Linked DNA regions of Sus scrofa: all the other regions are linked to region 2. A link is a contact called in public Hi-C and promoter capture Hi-C data. All regions are on one chromosome and are shown on one strand. The core of a region is the stretch at or near the end of the contact, and the rest is flanking DNA. Distances in the headings are between cores, read along the strand shown.

What was found. Promoter capture Hi-C pulls out the DNA fragments that hold promoters and counts their contacts. A called contact is a pair of places that touch in the nucleus more often than the background predicts.
Region 1: a Hi-C map of liver shows a contact between it and region 2, with 10 times the contacts expected there. The contact joins the promoter of LCAT here to the promoter of ESRP2 in region 2. A contact is called at or near these places in 2 of 47 Hi-C or Micro-C datasets (both in liver) and 1 of 2 datasets of contacts at active chromatin or transcription factors (alveolar macrophages).
Region 3: a contact with region 2 is called in a promoter capture Hi-C map of liver, with 3 times the contacts expected there. The contact joins the promoter of RANBP10 here to the promoter of ESRP2 in region 2. A contact is called at or near these places in 1 of 5 promoter capture datasets (liver), 1 of 47 Hi-C or Micro-C datasets (embryonic fibroblasts) and 2 of 2 datasets of contacts at active chromatin or transcription factors (alveolar macrophages and skeletal muscle).

Annotation. Positions count from the first base shown.
Region 1 is chr6:28,552,140-28,555,221 of Sscrofa11.1, forward strand. It overlaps LCAT (lecithin-cholesterol acyltransferase), which reads right to left and starts at 1,373. Exons shown (of 10, transcript NM_001164856.1): 1 at 1,218-1,373; 2 at 356-512; 3 at 163-278; 4 at 1-67. The coding sequence starts at 1,371. It overlaps SLC12A4 (solute carrier family 12 member 4), which reads right to left. Exons shown (of 24, transcript NM_213949.2): 21 at 2,936-3,043; 22 at 2,557-2,744; 23 at 2,306-2,439; 24 at 2,023-2,168. The coding sequence ends at 2,077.
Region 2 is chr6:28,812,332-28,815,735 of Sscrofa11.1, forward strand. ESRP2 (epithelial splicing regulatory protein 2) reads right to left here and starts at 1,661. Exons shown (of 16, transcript XM_021094132.1): 1 at 1,440-1,661; 2 at 351-1,086; 3 at 137-265. The coding sequence starts at 548.
Region 3 is chr6:28,427,111-28,430,022 of Sscrofa11.1, forward strand. It overlaps RANBP10 (ran-binding protein 10), which reads right to left and starts at 1,273. Exons shown (of 14, transcript XM_003355780.5): 1 at 1,003-1,273; 2 at 122-233. The coding sequence starts at 1,237. TSNAXIP1 (translin-associated factor X-interacting protein 1) reads left to right here and starts at 1,421. Exons shown (of 16, transcript XM_021094108.1): 1 at 1,421-1,895. The coding sequence starts at 1,849.

The DNA.
Region 1 (3,082 bases), core at 123-2,622, 260 kb before region 2:
GCCCGCACGGTCTCATCCCGCACATACCCATTATTGACCAGGTTTTGTACCAGTGTGTGCATATAACCTGGGGTGGGGAGGCAGTGGCATGGGGGGCTCTGGCCATGGTTCCAGCAAGCCCACCACAGCCTAGAGCCCCACCCTTCCCCCCAGTACACACACCTGCCAACTTGCTGTTGTCCAGGTACTCGACAGAGTAGGTCTTGCCAAAGCCGGGGACACGGATCTCTACACCGGGTGCGTTGGACACGCGCCCAGAGGTGCGGTTGTAGACAACCCTGGGGGCAGTGGGACATTCAGCAGACCAGCAGCCATGGGGCAGGGTAGGGGGCTAGGCCGGGGGGATGGCACGAACCTGGTATTATCAATCCAGCAGTCTACCCCAAGGGGTAGGAACATATTGAGATCCAGCCAAATGGTGAAAAAGTCCTCTGTCTTGCGGTAGCACATCCAGTTCACCACATCTGGTTTATCCAGCTTGGCTTCCAGCTGATTCCCCAGGCAGCCAGGTACTGCGGGCACTAGCCTTCACTCTGGATTCCTCTGATTTCCCCGCGGTAGACCCCACCCGAGACTCACCTCCCGGACACTGCAGTCACCAGCCCCACCACTTCATCTCCCACACCCTCACCTCTAGGGACTAAAGACAGGATACACTCTTTCGATCACATTTCCCACCCCACCCCCAAAGCCCAGGCTCCCCTCAGGCAGGGAAGGTGCAGAGGCCAAGGCCACTGACCCCTGCCCCCACAAAGCAAACATCTAGCGTGGCTTTCCATTACTGCCAAAGTCCAAGGGGAGAACAAATAGTATGAGGGAGTGGGGACTGGGCCTAGGAGGAGGGGGCAGGACCTGACAAGCCTCTCCTGCTCTCCTGGGCTGGGCATCTTGCCTTTGCTGGGGGGGCTGAGGAAGGAGTGGTGGGGCTTGGCCCAGGGTCCGGCGGCTGCAGCTGACCACAGCCTGTCATGCCCTGGCCAAGCCCTCAGGCATACCCACCCTCCACTCCACCCAGAGACAACTCAGATACAGGAACAGTGTGGCACAGGAAGGGGTTGATTTCTCTGCAGGTCAAGCCTTTGGCCCCTCCGAACACTGCGGCAGGGATCAGGGCTAATGCGGGGGGCAGAGGGCCTTGGCAGGCTCTGCTACCAGGGGCTGGGGTCCAGGTTCCCCAAGGTCCAGCCTGGTGTACCGGGGGCCTGGTGGGGGCTTACCGAGGATGACGGGCCGTGTGTGGTTACTGAGCTCAGCCTTGGGCGTGGTGTGCGGGGGGAAGAGCACATTGAGGAGCCAGAAGGGGGCGGCAGGGGGGAGCAGCAGCCCCAGCAGCAGCAGGACCCACTGCCGTGGGGAGCCGGGCAGGCCCATTCCGGCCCCAGTGCCTAGTGCCCAGTGAAGCAGTCCTGAGCTGGCCTTATCTGGAATGGGGGTGGGAGGGGCCCCAGGACCAGTGGGAGGGACAGCCTGGCCAATGGGGGTGGCCAGAGATTGCCGGAAAGGGGCACAGCCTCAGGGAGCCAGCTCTGGGCCTGGGTTCAGTTCCGCCTTCTTCCCTTGGTGCCAGGAGAAACAGAGCAGGGCAGCAGGAGGCCCAGAAGTACACAGTGTTTTTATTGAAAAGTCAGGCTTCAGTTGGCTGGTTCCATTCAGCTTGGCTTGGTGGGGGTCCCTGCCCACAGTAGCCTGAGCCAGATCTTCCTGCAGGCGCACTTGGCTAGACACCCTCCCTTGTCCGTCCCCTCCTCTCTGATAGTGACATTTGAACAATAAATATGCAATAAATAGTGCTCCTGGGCCAGCTGCCTTCAGAGCCCACAACAGTCCCTACCAGTCTTCTCCGGTCAGGACAGGCAACCTGGGGTTCTTGCGGACCGGAAAGTCCCCAAAACTCTCAGGGTCCTACAGGACCTCGGCTCCATCTCCATTGCCAGGCCTGGGCCCGGTCTCCAAGGAGACCTAGCAAAGCTGGGTCCAGGGCAGGGCAGGGCAAAGCAGAGCTGGTGGGTGGGTGCTGGGAGGGAGCTGTTTGTTACCCTGGACACCTCTACTCTAAGCCGCAAGTCTGTACTGGGCTCAGGAGTAGATGGTGATGACTTCCCGGCCACCGCCGCGTACCAACAGCACCCGTTCGAGGCCCTCGGTCAGCACTTCCAGGAACTCCATGTCTGTAGGGTATCAGGTCAAGGAGGCAGCACCCAGGGAAACACCAAGGGGGACCCAGGAGAGGAGCTCTTGGCTTGACCTCATACAATGTCCCCCTCCCCACTGCCCGCCTCTCCCTTGCCTCTCCACAAAGGGATACAGTTCTCATCGCCTTCACTGTTCTTGGGTGGGCCCGGCATGTTCAGCAGGACTAGGCGGGCGTCATGGGAGCGTGTGACAATGACTTCATTGAGCTTCACAGCCGTGTGCATGCGTCGCACATTGGATTGGTCCCTGCAGATAATACAGCTGATCGTGGGCCCCACCCCAGTCCACCCACAGAGCTTGTCTGCCCCATCCAACCTCCACCCCATCCCCCAGTGTGGCTGAGTCCATTTTTGCTGCACTCACGGCTTAATATGCACCAGCTCCCGGAAGTTGTCAGGGGTGTGGCTGGGGTCCCAGGGTTCGGCCTCCATGTACTTGTCTCGAGTCCATGTCATCTGGATCTTGTCAGTCCCAGCTACAGACTCGTCCTCCTCATCTGAGTACAGGCTCTCCAGCCGCAGGGCTGAGTGCCGGTCCTTGACCAGCTGGGCCTGAGGACAATGGGAGGAGTTTGCCTTGGTGCCATGGGAGAGAGGGGCCTGGCTGCCCAGCATGATCAACAGGCCTTAGGGAAATGGGTGGGGCTGAGATGAGTCATTCTGACCCTCCCACCCGATGATGTTTCCAAGGGCCTGACCCTGCCGCCCGCCCTGCCCTGCCCTGAACCAAGACGGCCACTGACCTCTCGCTCCCGCTCAGTCTTAGTCAACCTCATCTGCCGCAGCATCTGGGAGCGCTGCTCCATCATCAGCGTCCGCTCATAGGTGTATGCAGAGATGTCGCTGTTAGGCTGGGGAGAGAGTAAGCCGTGAGGACCAGACTACGTGGG
Region 2 (3,404 bases), core at 411-2,910:
CAAACAACAGGAACCCGTCCTACCGCCCCGGCCAGTTGGTTGTGGCGCGCCAGGCCTCGCCTCCTGCCGCCTCTCCCGCCGAGAAATGTCCCTGCGGCCCGGCGGTGCCTCCATTCACCCCAGCCCCGCCGCTCACCTGCTGCAGCACCTTGTCCAGCGGCTCGGCCCGCGCCAGGCTGTCGGCGCTCAGGCCGCTCGCCTCGCGGCACTGCGGGCTCAGTGCGGCCGCCTCGGCGCGAACCAGTGATTTATGTAATGTCCCCACCTGAGAGCGAGGAAAACCTATTAGCAACTGCGTCCCTCGGATCCTGAAGCTCCCTGGAGACCTCACCGTCCCCTTTCCACCCTACCTGGCGGCTCCGCGGCTCCACCACTTGCCAGACTAGGAGGATTAAGTCGGTCTCATCAGAGCCCAGGTCTGGCCCCAGCGCACCGGCCGTAGCCCCGAACAGTACGACTAGGGGTCCAGGCCCGGGTCGGGGGTCGGCAGCGGAGTCTGCTGTGGGGTTCGGGCCTGGGGGCGGTGGCTGGGGTGGCGGCGGAGTCATGGCCGCAGAGGAAGGGGGCGCTCGGCCAGACACACGCGGACCGACGAAGCTCACGCACGCACCGACAGACGGCAGACGCGGATCGGCTTGGGCGGGACACGGTGTGTTGGGGGCGGCACCTGCGGCCCGGCTGGCGCTGTGGGCGCTGCTGAGACCCGCCCGCAGCGCCCGGCGGGGCGGGGCGGCTACCGGCCCCCGCCCTCTCTGGGCGAGATACCTGTCGGCCCTGCGGGCCACGTGACCCGAGGGCGGCCCCCGGAACCGTGGGGGAGGGCCACTAGAACCTAGCCCTGGACGCGCGTGCTCACAGGCCTGGCCTGGGCTAATTCTCAGAACCCGGACTCCCACTCCCCTTAGCAGAACCTGCCTGACTAACGGGGCGACTCCACACTCCGCTCCCACGAGGCTTCCTCCTCACTCCTCCACCAGGAGGCCTTCGCCAAGGGAAGTGCAAAACCAAGGACCTTCTTCAGTCCGTTAGGAGTAGTGAAAATCACCAGGAGGCAGCGTAGAGGCTGAGGGAGTCATGACGGCTGGTCTGGACGGGTAGTAGAAGTCACCCATGGTCACAAGGAGTGGTGAAAATTACCGGGCATCACCCAAAGGCTTGTAGGGGGATCACCATAGGTCGATTGAGGGGGAGGGAAGGGTGTCAGAGAGCACCAAGGAACCCTTGGGATCAGTAGTCAGGGCTTGTCCCTACAGGTGCAAAGGCTGGGCCTTAGCCTGGCTTCAGGAAGGGCCCACGGTGCCAAAGCATGGTTGGAGGTGAGCAGGCCTCGGTGCTGGGGAAGAAAGAAGCGCGTTCCCACCACCTCGGCCCCAGCTCCCAAGAGCGGCACCCCAGACGGCACTGAACCAGAAGCTCCCGACCAGAAGCCTCACTCCTACCCCAGGTGAGGACTGCGACCTGCCGCCTTCCCCCTTGACCACAGGCCTGTTGCCTGGAGATATGAGCGTGCTGGGGCGGGGGGGGGGGGGCAGCGGCAAAAGCGCATTGTGCGCAAAGGGGCTGCAGATCCTCCATCTCTTCTCTCCTCCGGACAGTTCCTGTGGAGGGCTCCCAGCACCCTTTCGCCCAGTCAGGCTTGCTGAGGCTCCTTTATGGTTGAGTCTCCAGGCCGCTCCGGACTTCCCCCGGTTCTCCCATTTATGCGACTCAGAAACTGAAGATGAATCCAGCGGGTAGGAGGGACTCCAGCCCAGCAGAAGCAGACACATAGGGAGGGTTGCCAAGCCCCAGCGGAAGCTGGGGCGAGAGCCACACCTCACTCTTTCGGAGAAACTGGGCGCTGCGTCCAGACCTTCGGACCACTGAGAGAGCGAAGGAGCCCAGCGTAGAGGGGGCGCCTACGAGGCTTTGTCCACTAATTCACACTGCATCGCGTCCCCATTTGACGGATAAGAGACTGAGGCGTCTGGGAGGGTAATGACTCGCGCTGGGACACGGCGGCCAAGAGGGAGAGGGAAGTAGACGGGTCTTCCAGCGGCTTTGGGCAACAAGCACTTCCCCCTGGGATGTACGCGAGTGTCTGCGCTTTACTGCCCTACGCGAGACTGCTACCCGGCGCCTGCACACTTAACCCCACCCCCGCGAAGCGCTAAGCCAATCAGGACCGGAGGGAGGAGGACATGTCGCTCTTCGGGCTCCGCCCTCCTCTAGATAAACCTGGAATGTCAAATATTTGTTCTGTGGTCCGCGCAACAGCGAGGTAAGTTCCCTCCACCCAATCCTGGAGCGCACGTGTGCCCGGCTGAGTCGGCCTTCCTTCAGGCTCTGCCCTTGCAGCTAATTCCACCCCAAAAGCACCCCAGCCTCTCCTAAAACTTCCCTGGCGTACATCGCCCCAGGTTAGGCTCCAGTCTGGGTTCTCCTCCTAGAGGACAGAGCCCTGGCGCCCTTGCTGGGCCATCCAGCTGCTACCTGATCTCAGTCTCGCCCTTTCTGGCGACCCCTATCCATTCAACCTCTAGACCTTCGCGTTAGGCTATTCTTCCTCCAGCGCGGGTCTCAATGAGGAAGCCTCCCCCTTGAGGTGACCTCTTGGCACTTCGGACAGTCCTGAACGCATTTCCATTGGAGATGCATACATGCATGTACAGGTCCCTGCGGGGTAATGAACCCAAGTGTGGGGGGTTTCGGCTCCCCCAAACCCCCGTACACCTGTCTGACCACCCCCACCCACATGGCAATAACCATAACCCATGTTTGGACTCTTTGAAAAACGAAATTCAAATTCATTAAAATAACATTAGGGAATTCCTGTCGTGGTGGAGTGGGAATCAGACTAGGAACCATGAGGTTGCAAGTTCGACCCCTGGCCTGCTTAGCAGGTTAAGGATCCGGTGTTGTGGTGAACTGTGGTGTAGGTTGCAGAGGCAGCTTTGAACCTGCGTTGCCGTGGCTGTGGCATAGGCTGGCAGCTACAGCTCCGAATTGCCCCTTAGCCTGGGAACCTCCATATGCTGCAGGTGCAGGCCTAAAAAGGAAAAAAAAAAAAAAAAAAATTAGGCCCCTGTGTTGCTGTGCTCCCTTACCTAATCTTCAAATGGGTCCTCCTAGATCAAGCCATTATTACAAAGCAACCCACACTCCTGTTCCCCTACTGGCTCTCACATCTTCTTTCTGCTACTACAGTAAATCACTTATTGCCTCCCTACCCCACCACCCACCCACTCGCAAGGATATCAGATCCTAGAGAAAAGCTCATCCCCAGAGGAATCACTGGGCCTGCCTGGCACACAGTAGTAGCTCACAAATGAATGACGGGAGTTCCCCTGGGGCTCAGCAAGTTAAGTATTGTCACAGCAGTGGCACTGGTTGGATCCCTGGCCAGGAAAATTCCTCTTGCCTCG
Region 3 (2,912 bases), core at 23-2,522, 390 kb before region 2:
AGCCACTATTAATCCCCTCTGCAGCCCAGACCCATACAGCTCAGCAGCTCACACAAGTCACAAGGGTCAATCAGGAGACCTCAAACTTTGACCAAAAGGAACAGCTCAGTATTGGGCTTACCCATCTCTTCCTTTGCTGACAATCTTCACCTCAAAGTAATAAATGCCACAGGCAGCAGGTATGGGGTGGGTGGCGCGCACTGAGGCTGCATCTTTGTGATTTTTGCCATGACCTAGTAAGAGAGGACAAAGAAATTTCAGCAAAAGGAAATGCAAATGGAAGACTCATTCTTCTCTGCTCCACAGCAACTTCACCCCTCATAGCCAGAGGAAGCCCTTTCCTGGTCCAAGGTGTAATTAGACAACAACTGAGCAAACACACAAACCTCCCACCTCATCCTCAGAACAGTAGCACTGTCTGAGACACTGTCTCCATACAAACCACAGGAGGCATATGCAAGGTGGGTGACAAGTGAGAGATTCCCTCGTGCTGCTGCCAGACTCTCCAGAATACAAGCAGCCAAGCAGCCCACTTAGGAGACTAAGGGAGGAAGAGGCAGCCCTGGAAGATGGCCCCACAACTTTAGCACAGAACCGTAGGCAGTGTCTGAGATGTCCAGCAGGTAAGCAAGCTCATGCACCTCTGGCTAATAGAGAGGATGAGACCACTAATGTCTACAGAGACGTTTAAAGCTAAGCAGTGGTGAAGGGCCCAGGGAGAGTTCCAACTACCACAGGACAGGCAAGAAGGCCTTGGGTGCAATGTCCAACCCAGCACTGGGTTTGGACACCTGTTGAGGTTCTCCTGACATCCGAAGTCTCACGGCAGAGTAGGCTAAGCAGCCAATCCTCGGTCTGGTCAGCCCACCACCCAAACACCCAACAGGAGCTAAGGCCTAATCCGGAGCTTGGGGAAAGGAAGTGATGAAGCAGGGGCTGGACAGCACAGCCACCCTGCTGACGCTCTGGCCTTTTACCCCCCGCGGCCAAACAGGCCGATACCTTTGTAGTGGACGCGGAGGTTGCCCTGGGAGAGGCCGATATAGTTGTACTTGTCCTTGGGGCTCCAGGAGCGCGGCAGCGGCGTCTCATGCTGGTTGACCGCGGGATACAGGCGCTGCAGGCGCCGGCTCAGTTCCTGCTCCCCCGGAGACGGCAGCCCGCCCCCAGCGCCCCCGCCGGAGGAGTCTCCAACCTGCGGGCTCCCAGCTCCCGGATCCGCCGTCGCCGCCGCCATCTTGGAGGGAGCTGCTATTGTGTCACTGGGGGCGGGGAAGAACAGGACTAGATCCGCCCCGCTCAGCCAATGGCCGGAGAGCAAACCCGGGCCGCAGGGAAATCGAGTCCGAGTTAGGTACCTCTCTTTGCATACTGCCACGCCCTGCCATATTTCGGACTTCATTTCCCAGAATGCAGAGCTCTCCATAGGGAGGCTAGCTCGGGCTGGTAAAGAACTTTGGGAGATGTAGTACAAACCGACTCAGTCATAAGCCTGCTTAGCCAAGCTATTAGGACACCAAAAACTACAGTTCCCGCTGGCAACGCGATTCTGGCCTCTCACTTCGCCTCCCTCACCCATGGCCTCTGTTTATCCTCCTGCCTCAATTCTGGTCGCTAGAGTCATATCTGCTGTAGTGACAGACTCTGAGAAGACCCTATTCCCAAGTCTGACCCCATCTTGGCTACTTGGCCTTCCTCCTAGCCCGCGGGCTCTGGGCTGGGGGCAAGACACAACCTTGACCCCGCCCCCGCCGCTGGGCTGCTGGGAACTGGTCGCCATGGCGACGAGCTGTACACTAGCACGGCTTTCCAGTTCGCGAGTGCTGGCTGCACGGCTGCCCTAGGGTCATGGCCTCCTCCAAACCGCAGTGCCCCAGCTTGGCGACCACGTCGAGGTAAGCGCTGGCAGGGCTGAGGGCGGAGAAGAGGGCTTTACTACTTCCAGAAAAAGAAATAAATGGTACCTGATTCGGACCTCTCTCCGTTGGTCTGGGGCTCCAACCGCACAGGATAGGTGATGAAGAAACAGAATCTCAGATGACTCCTCAGCTCAGGGAGGCCGTTACATTCTTGTAAAAGGGCAGGCATACTTTATCATTAGTAACAGCCATCTTGTTTGTATTGAGCGTGCCAAGTTTTTTTGTTTGTTTGTTTGTTTGTGTTTTTTTATCTTTTTAGGGCCGCACCAGCGGCGTATGGAAATAACCAAGCTAGGGGTCGAATGGGAGCTGCAGCTGCCGGCCTATATCACAGCCACAGCAACACTAGATCCGAGCCACGTCTGGGACCTGCACCTCAGGTCAGGACAACACAAGATCCTTAACCCACTGAACAAGGCCAGGGATGGAACCCGCATCCTCACGTATCTTCTGTCCGGTTCTTAATGCGCTGAGCCACAGCCGGAATTGTGCCATGCTCTTTACATAGCACAATTAACCCTCACAACAACTCTATGAATTAGTAATATCACCATTTTACAAATAGAGAAATAGAAGTCTAGAGAGATCATGAGTTTTACACCTGTTTATAAATGACTGAGCTAGGATTCAAACCCAGCCAGGCATGTGTGATTCCTGAAACTGAGCGCTTAGCCACAAGGTTAACAGCCTCTGCACCCACTGGTTTATGACAAAGAAGCATCACTAAGCAGCCTAGAAACATCCCGAGGCCTCCTGCTAGCTCCTGCCTGTATTCAGGGTGCAGCCTCTGGACACTGAAAATAAGATAACAAGCTCCGTTAGCCAGGAAAGTCACAAAGCATATATTTAAAACAAAAAATTTTGGAGTTCCCATCGTGGCTCAGTGGAAAGAAATCCAACTAGGAACCACGAGGTGGCAGGATCAATCCCTGGCCTTGCTCAGTGGTTAAGGATCCAGCTTTTTGGTGAGCTGTGGTATCGGTCATAGATGTG